Regions from separate parts of the Mus musculus genome. Here all the other regions are linked to region 3. A link is a contact called in public HiChIP or PLAC-seq data. All regions are on one chromosome and are shown on one strand. Each heading gives the region's core, a stretch centred on a gene start, on an enhancer-like site or on the middle of the called end of the contact. The rest is flanking DNA. Distances are from core to core; before and after follow the strand shown. Region 1 holds the start of Pls3 (plastin 3 (T-isoform)). Region 2 holds the start of 4933407K13Rik (RIKEN cDNA 4933407K13 gene). Region 3 holds the start of Tbl1x (transducin (beta)-like 1 X-linked).

Region 1 (2,853 bases), core at 149-2,648, 1.6 Mb before region 3:
GCACCACTGGTGTAGTCAGTTATACAGCTCCAGTGAAAAGCCAGTCTTCAGGATGTAAACTGTCAGCAAAGCTGGAGCAAGCAAGGGCCTGGAGCCAGGGGAGGTTCAGAACCGCCAACACTTGAGCTAGTGGAGCAGCAGCAGCAACTTTGGGACTGGCGACCGCAGGGCTAGTCGGCGTCCTCAGGCCTCTCATTAGGTCGCTAAAGTAAGCAGGCGGAGAAAAGTAAACACAGGCAAGTGCAGCTGAGTCTGGGAATGGGGCTTCAGCCACCATCTCGGCTCAGCCTCCCAGGGGTCCCAGAGCGGTCCCGGGTGCTGCAGCCCTGCTCGCTAGCTCTGAGTTGCACAACCAGAGCCATCGGGACTCAAGCTGACCGCCAGGGCGCTGCTAGGGGAGAGAACCAAAAGGTACCTCCGGGCTAGCCTGGAAAGCTTCTGCCACCGAAAGGAAAAACAAAACAAAACAACAACAACAACAACACACACACAAAACACCAAAAACAAAAACAAAAAAAAAAACAAAAAACAAAACAAACAAACAAAAAAACCAAAAAACTGCTTACTCATAGGGAGTCGCGGCGCAGTCCCGAAGCTCAGCCTAAGGGCTGGGGAGAGGAGAGGGCAGAAGGTGGGCCGCCGAGGCCAGGTTCCTGGGGGGGGGGGGGGTACCGCACCCGCTCCGCGCCCCGCCTCTTTGGGAGCCTCGGGGTCCTCAGAAACCCGCCGGGTCACCTAGAGCGGGCGATTTGGAACTAGCGGGAAGCGACCTACGCTGCTAGCTCTGGGATTTTCCAGCGGCTGAGGAGGAAGGGAGGGAGGGAGGGAGGGAGGGAGGGAGGGATGGATTGAAGAATGGCTGTAGCTGGAAATGGAAGGCAGAGGGAAGATAGGCTTAGGATTTCCACTTCAGGGGTGGTCGCTGCCTTAGGGAATCTGGGTAAGTGTTGGCTTTTAAGCCCTTCGGTCTGTGGTGGGCAACAAGTTAGGAGGAACTAGAGAGCAGTCGCAGCGAAGAGCAGAAAAAGTGATGGCAGAGGGTGGTAATAAGGAACCCTTTGGAGCTCCCACCCATTCCGTTGGCGAGGATCGCCCGGGAGCCGAGCCTCAGACTCCAGATGAAATTTTCTTCGATCTCCCCCTTTGCCCAACCCCCGTCCCCTAGTATAACACACGTTCCTGCTAAGGTTCCCGGAGATGCTCTCACCAGGACCCACTCTTACCCACGCCCAGGAAACCGGCTCCCCTCGAGCCCTTGGAACTGCAAAGCACTTACGTAAAAGTCGCAGAGTCGCTGATCTGGCTCTACAGCTTCCGACCAAGCACTCAGACAACTTCTGCCCCTAGGAATCTCTGCAGCTGTGCTTCTAAAGCCAGCGCTCCCTCCCCTCTTGCCAGCCTCCTCCGCCCTGCGGCCACAGCCATTGGCTCAGATGGTGTTCACAGCGGCCTGGGAACCAGGAAGAGGATTGGGCCAGGAGCCTGTCACATCAACTGGGTGGGGGAACTGAGAGACCCGGCAGCAGCAGGGATGGGCAATGAGGAGGGATGGGGACTGGAACTCTGTTTGCAAGCCTGTTTTTCCATTCCCTACCTGGTGGAAGAACTTAGAAGTAAATCTACAAGGCTTGGCGTGGAATGCATGTTTCACAAACATTACTGAAATAACTGTAAAGTTGGGAAATTCGGAGCATGTTTGAACGTCTCCTAGTTAAGTCAGGTATGGGGTTGGCGGGGGGGGGGGGGGTTACGGTGCCGGTTTTTTTTTTTTCTTTCTTTCTTTTTCTCATCATTGGGAAGGTATAGTACTTCGCTTTGATTTCTTCAGACCTGACACCAAAGGACTCCAACTGGGGAACCTCCCAGCTACTGCCCCTTTGTTTTTGCTTGGTTTGTTTTGAGAGAGGATCATACTAGGTAGCCTCAAATTGGCGTTCTCAACAATCTAGTACTGGAATAACCACCTACCGCCAGCACGCCCATTTCATCATAGTCAGGGAAAGGCCCGTGTGTTCCTGGCACCAGCCAAATGAATTGTTGGCCTAAATCACTTGTCTGGTAGCTTTGTCCTTGAGAGGGAGGAGTGAGAGGTGAGTGAGAGAAGGAAGAAGTGGTAGACATCACTTGGTTGCACTGGAGTAGTCCCTAAGTGGGTCTCCTCTGGTGGGTGTCCTTTCCCCAGAAACAATTGGGGGACACCTTTTCTGTTGCCCACGGTTCTGCCCCTGTGCCATCATCTACACTGGGTTCCTCTCTGTTTGTTTTTCGATCCATGGGCTCATCCTAGCTCCAAAATGAGCTTGGAGGGCCAAAAGTCTAAGTGTCCCTCTGAACCCTAGCTAGATTGTTTTATATGAGAACCATAGAACCCCCCCCCCCCAGTACTTCCTGCTTGGCAGCGTTCCAACCCTAAGCACATTGTTGTTGTTGACCAGGAAGAGTCTGTTGGGAAGTTTGGTAAAAATTTAAAGTTGGTTCAGGTAAGTTCCATGTTACATATGCCAGGGAAGAATTCGACAGTATGAGGAGCTTAAAAATTGAATTCAAGGGCCAGCAAAAGAGCTTAGTGTGGAAAGGCACTTGCCAAGCTGTCCTAAATGGTGGAAGGAGAGAGCTGCCCTCTGACTTCCACTCATGTGCCTTGAAATATGTGCAATGCAGCGCACACACACATAAATAAATAAATAAATAAATAAATAAATAAATAAAATGCAATGTATGTGAACTAATAAAAGTTGTATGATCCAGGAAGTATTTACAAGGATTTTATCATAAAAAGTATAAAGTTAAAATTAATTTAAGTAATATATGTTTTGTCCCAGTATATCTAAAACTTATAATTAGACCTTTTTA
Region 2 (2,920 bases), core at 204-2,703, 1.7 Mb before region 3:
TTTTTTTTTGGGTACCAGGTCATTTCTTTAGCGTTCTAGACTCTAGAGGAAGCTTACATTTTCCTACATATGATTTAAAACTCAGCAAAAAAAGTACTGTATTTGAATATAGTAGTTATTGTGGTAAATAGGAACTATATCTATCACTTCATTACTTCTCCTTTGGTATGAATAACAAGAAATACAAGTATCTTGTATACACTTTCACACAAATGCAGACATTCCTATAAATACATAGCATCTGACCTACTTTTAAAATAGGACTTGCTCGACTTAGGCACATTGTGTATTATTATAGACCTTAGTATCTCAAATCATTTCTTTTTTTTTTAATTTCCAAGTTTAATTATTCCTTTACTATTACAAGGAGCATACAATTCTGCAGCAGAGTGGCTTTCCGTGTATGTGCAAGGCTTCGGTATCTACAATCAGTGCTGCAATAATCAGCAGAACCATAATTTCCTACCTGCCCAGGTCCACAAGTCTAGAGTCTAGAGCAATGAAGATGTACATGGGCACCAGGCAGTGGCGGCCCACGCCTTTAGTTCCAGCACTTGGGAGGCAGAGTGCAGTGGCATCTCCATGCGTTTGAGTCCAGCTTGGTCTACAGAGTGCGTTCCAGGACAGCCAGAACTACACACAGAGACCACCATGCCTCGGGGAAAAAAAAAAAAAAAACAAAAACAAAACTAGAAAAAGAAAACGAAAAACAGAAAGAATGGCCCTGATTATTTTGTGAGAACTTGCCAATGCACACTCACAAATGCAGAGGGTTTTGCTGCTTCTGTTTGTAGGGTCCGTCTGTCTGTCTACTTGTCTGTCTGTTTAAAACATCCCTAATAGTAAAAGTTCTTAGTGGTTAAGTTTGGGGAGTCGAAGCAGCCACCCACAGGGCAGCCCATGCTTTAACAATTATACAGTTCAAACCACCCCAGTACCTGCACCTCCCTAGCGGTGGGTTAGGGTGAAGGTCCCTGAAACCTCTCAGCTTTCTCAGCATTCTGTTCTAGGGAACTGCTTCCGAGTCCCCCATGAGGCTCTTCCACCAAGGCTCTCCAGATGCTGCCCAGAGCACAAAACTCACTATCCCTAAACTCACCAACAAGGCCAAGTCACGTGGTGTTCCCTCCTCTGCCCAGAGGGATCCCTGCGCGCTCTAAAGCCCAAGGCTCCCAGCTCAGGGTTACACACTCAGAGGGGAGAGGAGATGCACAAAGACCGCTCTATCCACCAACTCCTTCCGCATCTCAGAAGGAGTCAGAGAGTAGGGATAAACTTACTTGGTCCAGGCCAGGCTGTCCTGTGATCGAATCTCCGACCTTTGGAGGGCTTCAATGGACAGCAGCATTGTCTCTGCGCCATCTCCCTGACTCTGCATTCTTAGTTGGGAGCGAAGCAGAAAAGGGAGAAAAGCTATCCTTTCTTACTGAGTGCTCGCTCCGCCCTGCGGATATGAGACTACGTAGATCCGCCCCGGTGTCTCAAAGAGGAGGAGCAATGGGTCTGGGAAAGCGGCAGGGATCTGGGAACAGCTCTTTTATCTAGTCGCTGCGATGCTGTTTGGATCCATTAAGTACTGAAGGAATCGTATGACCGGAAAAAAAAGCCATCCAAGATTCTCAAAAGTATTTACAGAAAAAAATCAGCTTAAATATGGTTTAATAAGCATTAGAGTTCTGTGCCACCAGGCCATTGTGGATGTTTTGCCTGCATGTCTGTGTACCACATGTATTCCTAGTGCCTGAAATGTCCAGAATAGGATCGGAGAGGGAAGGCACTAAACCTTTTGGAACTGGAGTTGTAGAAACAGATGGACGTGAGCTGCTATGTAAATGCTGGGAATTGTATCTGGGCCCTCTGGAAGAGCAGTGGGACCTCTTAACTGCTGAATCGTTTCTCCAGCCCAGTACTAGGGTCATATCCCCAAGCTCTAGCAGGCAACCAGACTGATGGCAATACCCCTGAATTGTTTGGGGAAATCTCTTGGACCATAAAACTACAAAACTCACAGGGAAGTTTCAGACACTTGGCACCGGATTTTTTTTTTTAAATTTATTAGTAAGACAGGGTTTCTCTGTGCTACTTTGGCTATCCTCAAACTCCCTCTGTAGACTAGAAGGCCTTGAGCTAACATAGATCCCACATGAATTTGCATCCTGAGGCCCAAGATTAAAAAGTGTGTCACCACCTGTGGATATAGGTAGGTAGATGGTTGGATGGATGGATGGATAGATTGATTGATTTAAGAAAGCTTATAAATAATAGGTGTGATTATGGCTTTTTCAAACATCCATCTTATTATTTATCCCTTTTGGTTATCCTGACCTACACTTTACCCTCCCATAACCCTCCCCACCTAAGTACTTAAGTCTACCCTCCCATTTCCCTCCTGTTTTCATAGCATCACATTCTACTTTGCAGCCAAGAAAATCAAAACAGATAGTGTGTGTGTGTGTGTGTGTGTGTGTGTGTGTGTGTGCGTGCACTGTTCTTGTTACATTTTTTAAATTATCAGACAAAATAATGGCCTCCATCTCAACACTTTCATAAGGTGTGTGCCATTTACTTCATTCATCCCTTTCCCACACCCCTGACACCACTTTTTTATTAGATATTTTCTTTATTCACATTTCAAATGCTATCCTGAAAGTTCCCTATACCCTCCCCCGCCCGCCCTGCTACCCTACCCACCCACTCCTACTTCTTGGCCCTGGCATTCCCCTGTACTGAGTCATATAAAGTTTGCAAGACCAAGGGACCTCTCTTCCCAATGATGGCCAACTAGGCCATTTTCTGCTTCATATGCATCTAGAGACACGAGCTCTGGGGGGATAGTGGTTAGTTCATATTGTTGTTCCACCTATAGGGTTGCAGACCCCTTCAGCTCCTTGGGTACTTTCTCTAGCTCCTCCATTGGGGG
Region 3 (2,975 bases), core at 35-2,534:
TGCTGAGGAGGAGGGCCGAATATTTATTTAATTGAATTAAAGGCGGGAGTATGGGGGGAAATCGTCACCGATGTGGAAGAGAGGAAGCGCCAGGGCTGGGCCTTACCAGCCTTGGCAACAGAAAACACTTTGCCAGCGCCTGCGGTTTCAGGCCTGGGGGTGGGGATTTACAGATTTGAGGGCCCCAGTACCCTAACATAGTCCTCCATAGTCCCAGCTTATTTGTGCCTTAGTCTTGTGTTAAAGCGTCTCCCCTATGCATTTCTGACTATTGGCCGAGAGGTGTTTTGCAAAGGTCATGGCTGCGCCCGAGTCCTCAATTTTTGCGGTGGGCGTAAAGGCAACTGGGGAGGGGGATGCTTTATGTCGTTAATTTTGAAGAAGATGCGCTTGGAGATGGTGTTACACGAGAACCTTCTAGGCTAGCTGGGCGGCTTCATCTTTTGAGGTGGGGGAGGGTAACACTTTCAGTGGCTTGGGTTACCATTCCCTCTTTAAATCTTCAGGGTGGCCCTTGTTCCCATCCCCCCTCCTCCCGAGCCACCTTGGCGTGAGGGGTGTGGGATTGAGTATCCGTGTAGGGGCCCTGTTCCCCCCTCATTCCTCTCTGAGCCTGGTAGGGGCCTGGTTGGGGCCCAGAGGGCAATGCTCAGGCTTCCCTCCTCCACCTTGGGCTTGGGGCGGGGAGAGGTGGGGGTGGGGAGGCTTTAGGGTGAAGAACTGTGCCGAGATGTAAGTCTTTTCCCTGCCCCCGGGGGGCTGGGTCTGGACTTGGTCCGGGGAAGGGCGGGCCTGGCGTCCTAGCCCTTACTGGGGGGAGGGGCTGCCGCGTGGGGACGCTGCCCCCCCAAGGAGCTCGGGGAGGGGCCGGCGGGCACGCGGTGGGGGAGGGCAGGGCTGTAGAGAGCCTCTTCCAGGTGTCTGGGGAGGGCGGCGCGCTGTCGACCCTCTTGGCACGTCTCCCAGCCTGGGTAGGCTTGCTCGCGTCCGCTCCCAGCGGAGGTCACTGGCCGTGTCGGTCCCTCCCGCCGTCCCGCCCTCTCCCGCCGCCGCCGCTCCCAGCCCAGCCCCCCCCAGTCTCGACGCTCGGGAGCGACAAGCCGCCAGCGCCCCCGCCCCGCCGCCGCTGCAGCGCCCTCCGGCCGCCATTCGCCACCGAAACTTTCCAGCGCTAGCTCTTCTCGTGGACTAGGTGGCGGGCCAGGGGTAGCGCGCGGCTGCTCCGGGGCGCTTGGCCCTCGTCGGCCTCCGCGCGGCCCGGGGTTGGTGACGGTGGACCCGCCAGTACGCTGAGTGCGCGGCCACAAGTTGCACGGCTCGCGGCGAGGTGAGTACACGCCGGGCAGGGGCTCAAACTTCTCGGGCCGAGGGGCGCGGTGGTGACCCCAATCGCGGGCCCTGAAGCTTCAGGAGGGGCAAGTTCCCGTGTGCCCCCCCAACCCCAGGTTGGGCGCGCTCCCTGCACGCCGAACAATACCTCTGGGGCGGCCGCTCCCCGAAGTGGCCGCGCGCGCGGGGGGCGGGAAAGGCCTGGGTGCGCCTTTGTTTTGGGGAGAGGGAAAGGCAAGTTTAGGGACGCTCTGCAGTTCGTCCCAGCATCTCTTTGTCTGAGGCTCCAGAGGGGGTTGGCTGGGCTGACCCGCGTCGCCCTGGGACTTGGGGGCCGCGCGGGATCCCCTTGTGGGGGAGGGGAGCCTCATTCATCCTCGAGGCGCGGGCCGGCGCTCCCGGAACACGGTGGACGCGCGGCGGCGCGCGGGGGATAGTGGCTGGCCCGTTTGTGATCAGTTTCCGAGGCGCAAACTGTCAGGGAAGTCCGGGAGCCCCCTCCCCATACCTACTCCCAGGCCTGGTCTCGGGGACCAGGGTGTGTGTGGGGGGGTGACAACGACGGAGGGCGGCTCCTCTGGCTAGGTGAGGGAGAGGGACCGCCCAGTACGGCCTGGGGAGGGTGTAAACCTGTTGCTTTGGGGCTGGGGAGGGGTTCTCCAGATCTGCACTCACCCACATCCTCGTCTTAGGAATTTCCCTTACGTAGAGAAGGGTGCTGGGAGCAGGAGTTTATGTAGGAGGGGTGCGCCTTTGAACGTCGGTGATCTTCGGGTTTTGTGACAACTTTAGGAGGAGACTACAGGCCCGCTGGTGCTGGATGGGGCCTGGGCTTCACGTGCGTGACCAGTGAGCAATCAGGAGCTTGGGGCTTTTTTTTTTCCCTCTCTCTCTCTTTTTTTCTTTTTCTTTTTTTTTTTCCCCCAGCGTCTGGCGTTCTCAGAGGCCTCCGCACTGTAAATTCCGCAGTTAGGGTCGGCTTGTTTCTTTCTGACCAAGTGTTGTGGGGCAAAACCTAAAACAGCTCCCCTCCCCCTAACCAAAACCTAAGCCATACTGCTAGTGCAAGTGTTTGTTTCTGTTCTGCTTTGGTGTGTGTGCCTTGACCTGACTAGTGTTTTTCTCTGAGCTAGTCCCTGGTTTAACTTAAAAGAGGACACAAGAATACAGGAGGAGGAGTGAGTGCTTTGTCCTACTCCCCCCCCCCCCCAGTCTTGGTTTAGGGTAGCAAATAGGTCTTGGTGAGCCTATGAAATTTACCATTGGTCATTTCTAAAGACACATATCAAGGTATGAAATAGTGTTGAGTGTAGATGGCACTTTTATTTTTAAAGGGATTTCGTGTCCAAGTGTGCTGCAGATTATTTTCATGGCACCACCCACCAGTGTAATTAGTACAACGATGAAAGTCGAAGTTCACTTGATCCACTTATTAAAATGGCCCCCTAAAGCTTTTCAAGCCTTTAATCACACACACACCTGTAGGACAGGCATGGGTGATTTGGGGTGTAAGGCTCTCATTTACCCCAGGATATGTCCTTACTTGGGTCAGAGAATTCCACTTAGGCAGCACTACTAAAAGAAAAAGGAAGATATTTTACTCCTTTTAATGGTATTGGGCAGATACTCATTTCAAGTTTACCTCG

What was found. HiChIP or PLAC-seq counts read pairs in DNA pulled down with a chosen protein or histone mark.
Region 1: an HNF4G HiChIP or PLAC-seq map of pancreatic cancer cells shows a contact between it and region 3. The contact joins the promoter of Pls3 here to the promoter of Tbl1x in region 3. A contact is called at or near these places in 1 of 39 promoter capture datasets (embryonic stem cells) and 2 of 115 datasets of contacts at active chromatin or transcription factors (embryonic stem cells and pancreatic cancer cells).
Region 2: an H3K27ac HiChIP or PLAC-seq map of embryonic stem cells shows a contact between it and region 3, with 6 times the contacts expected there. The contact joins the promoter of 4933407K13Rik here to the promoter of Tbl1x in region 3. A contact is called at or near these places in 2 of 39 promoter capture datasets (cranial neural crest and embryonic stem cells), 2 of 484 Hi-C or Micro-C datasets (both in embryonic stem cells) and 6 of 115 datasets of contacts at active chromatin or transcription factors (embryonic stem cells, pro-B cells and stem cell-derived neural progenitor cells).

Annotation. Positions count from the first base shown.
Region 1 is chrX:75,873,772-75,876,624 of GRCm38.p6, forward strand. Pls3 (plastin 3 (T-isoform)) reads right to left here and starts at 1,399. Exons shown (of 16, transcript NM_001166453.1): 1 at 1,277-1,399.
Region 2 is chrX:75,763,246-75,766,165 of GRCm38.p6, forward strand. 4933407K13Rik (RIKEN cDNA 4933407K13 gene) reads right to left here and starts at 1,454. Exons shown (of 9, transcript NR_029443.1): 1 at 1,281-1,454.
Region 3 is chrX:77,509,943-77,512,917 of GRCm38.p6, forward strand. Tbl1x (transducin (beta)-like 1 X-linked) reads left to right here and starts at 1,285. Exons shown (of 16, transcript NM_020601.2): 1 at 1,285-1,327.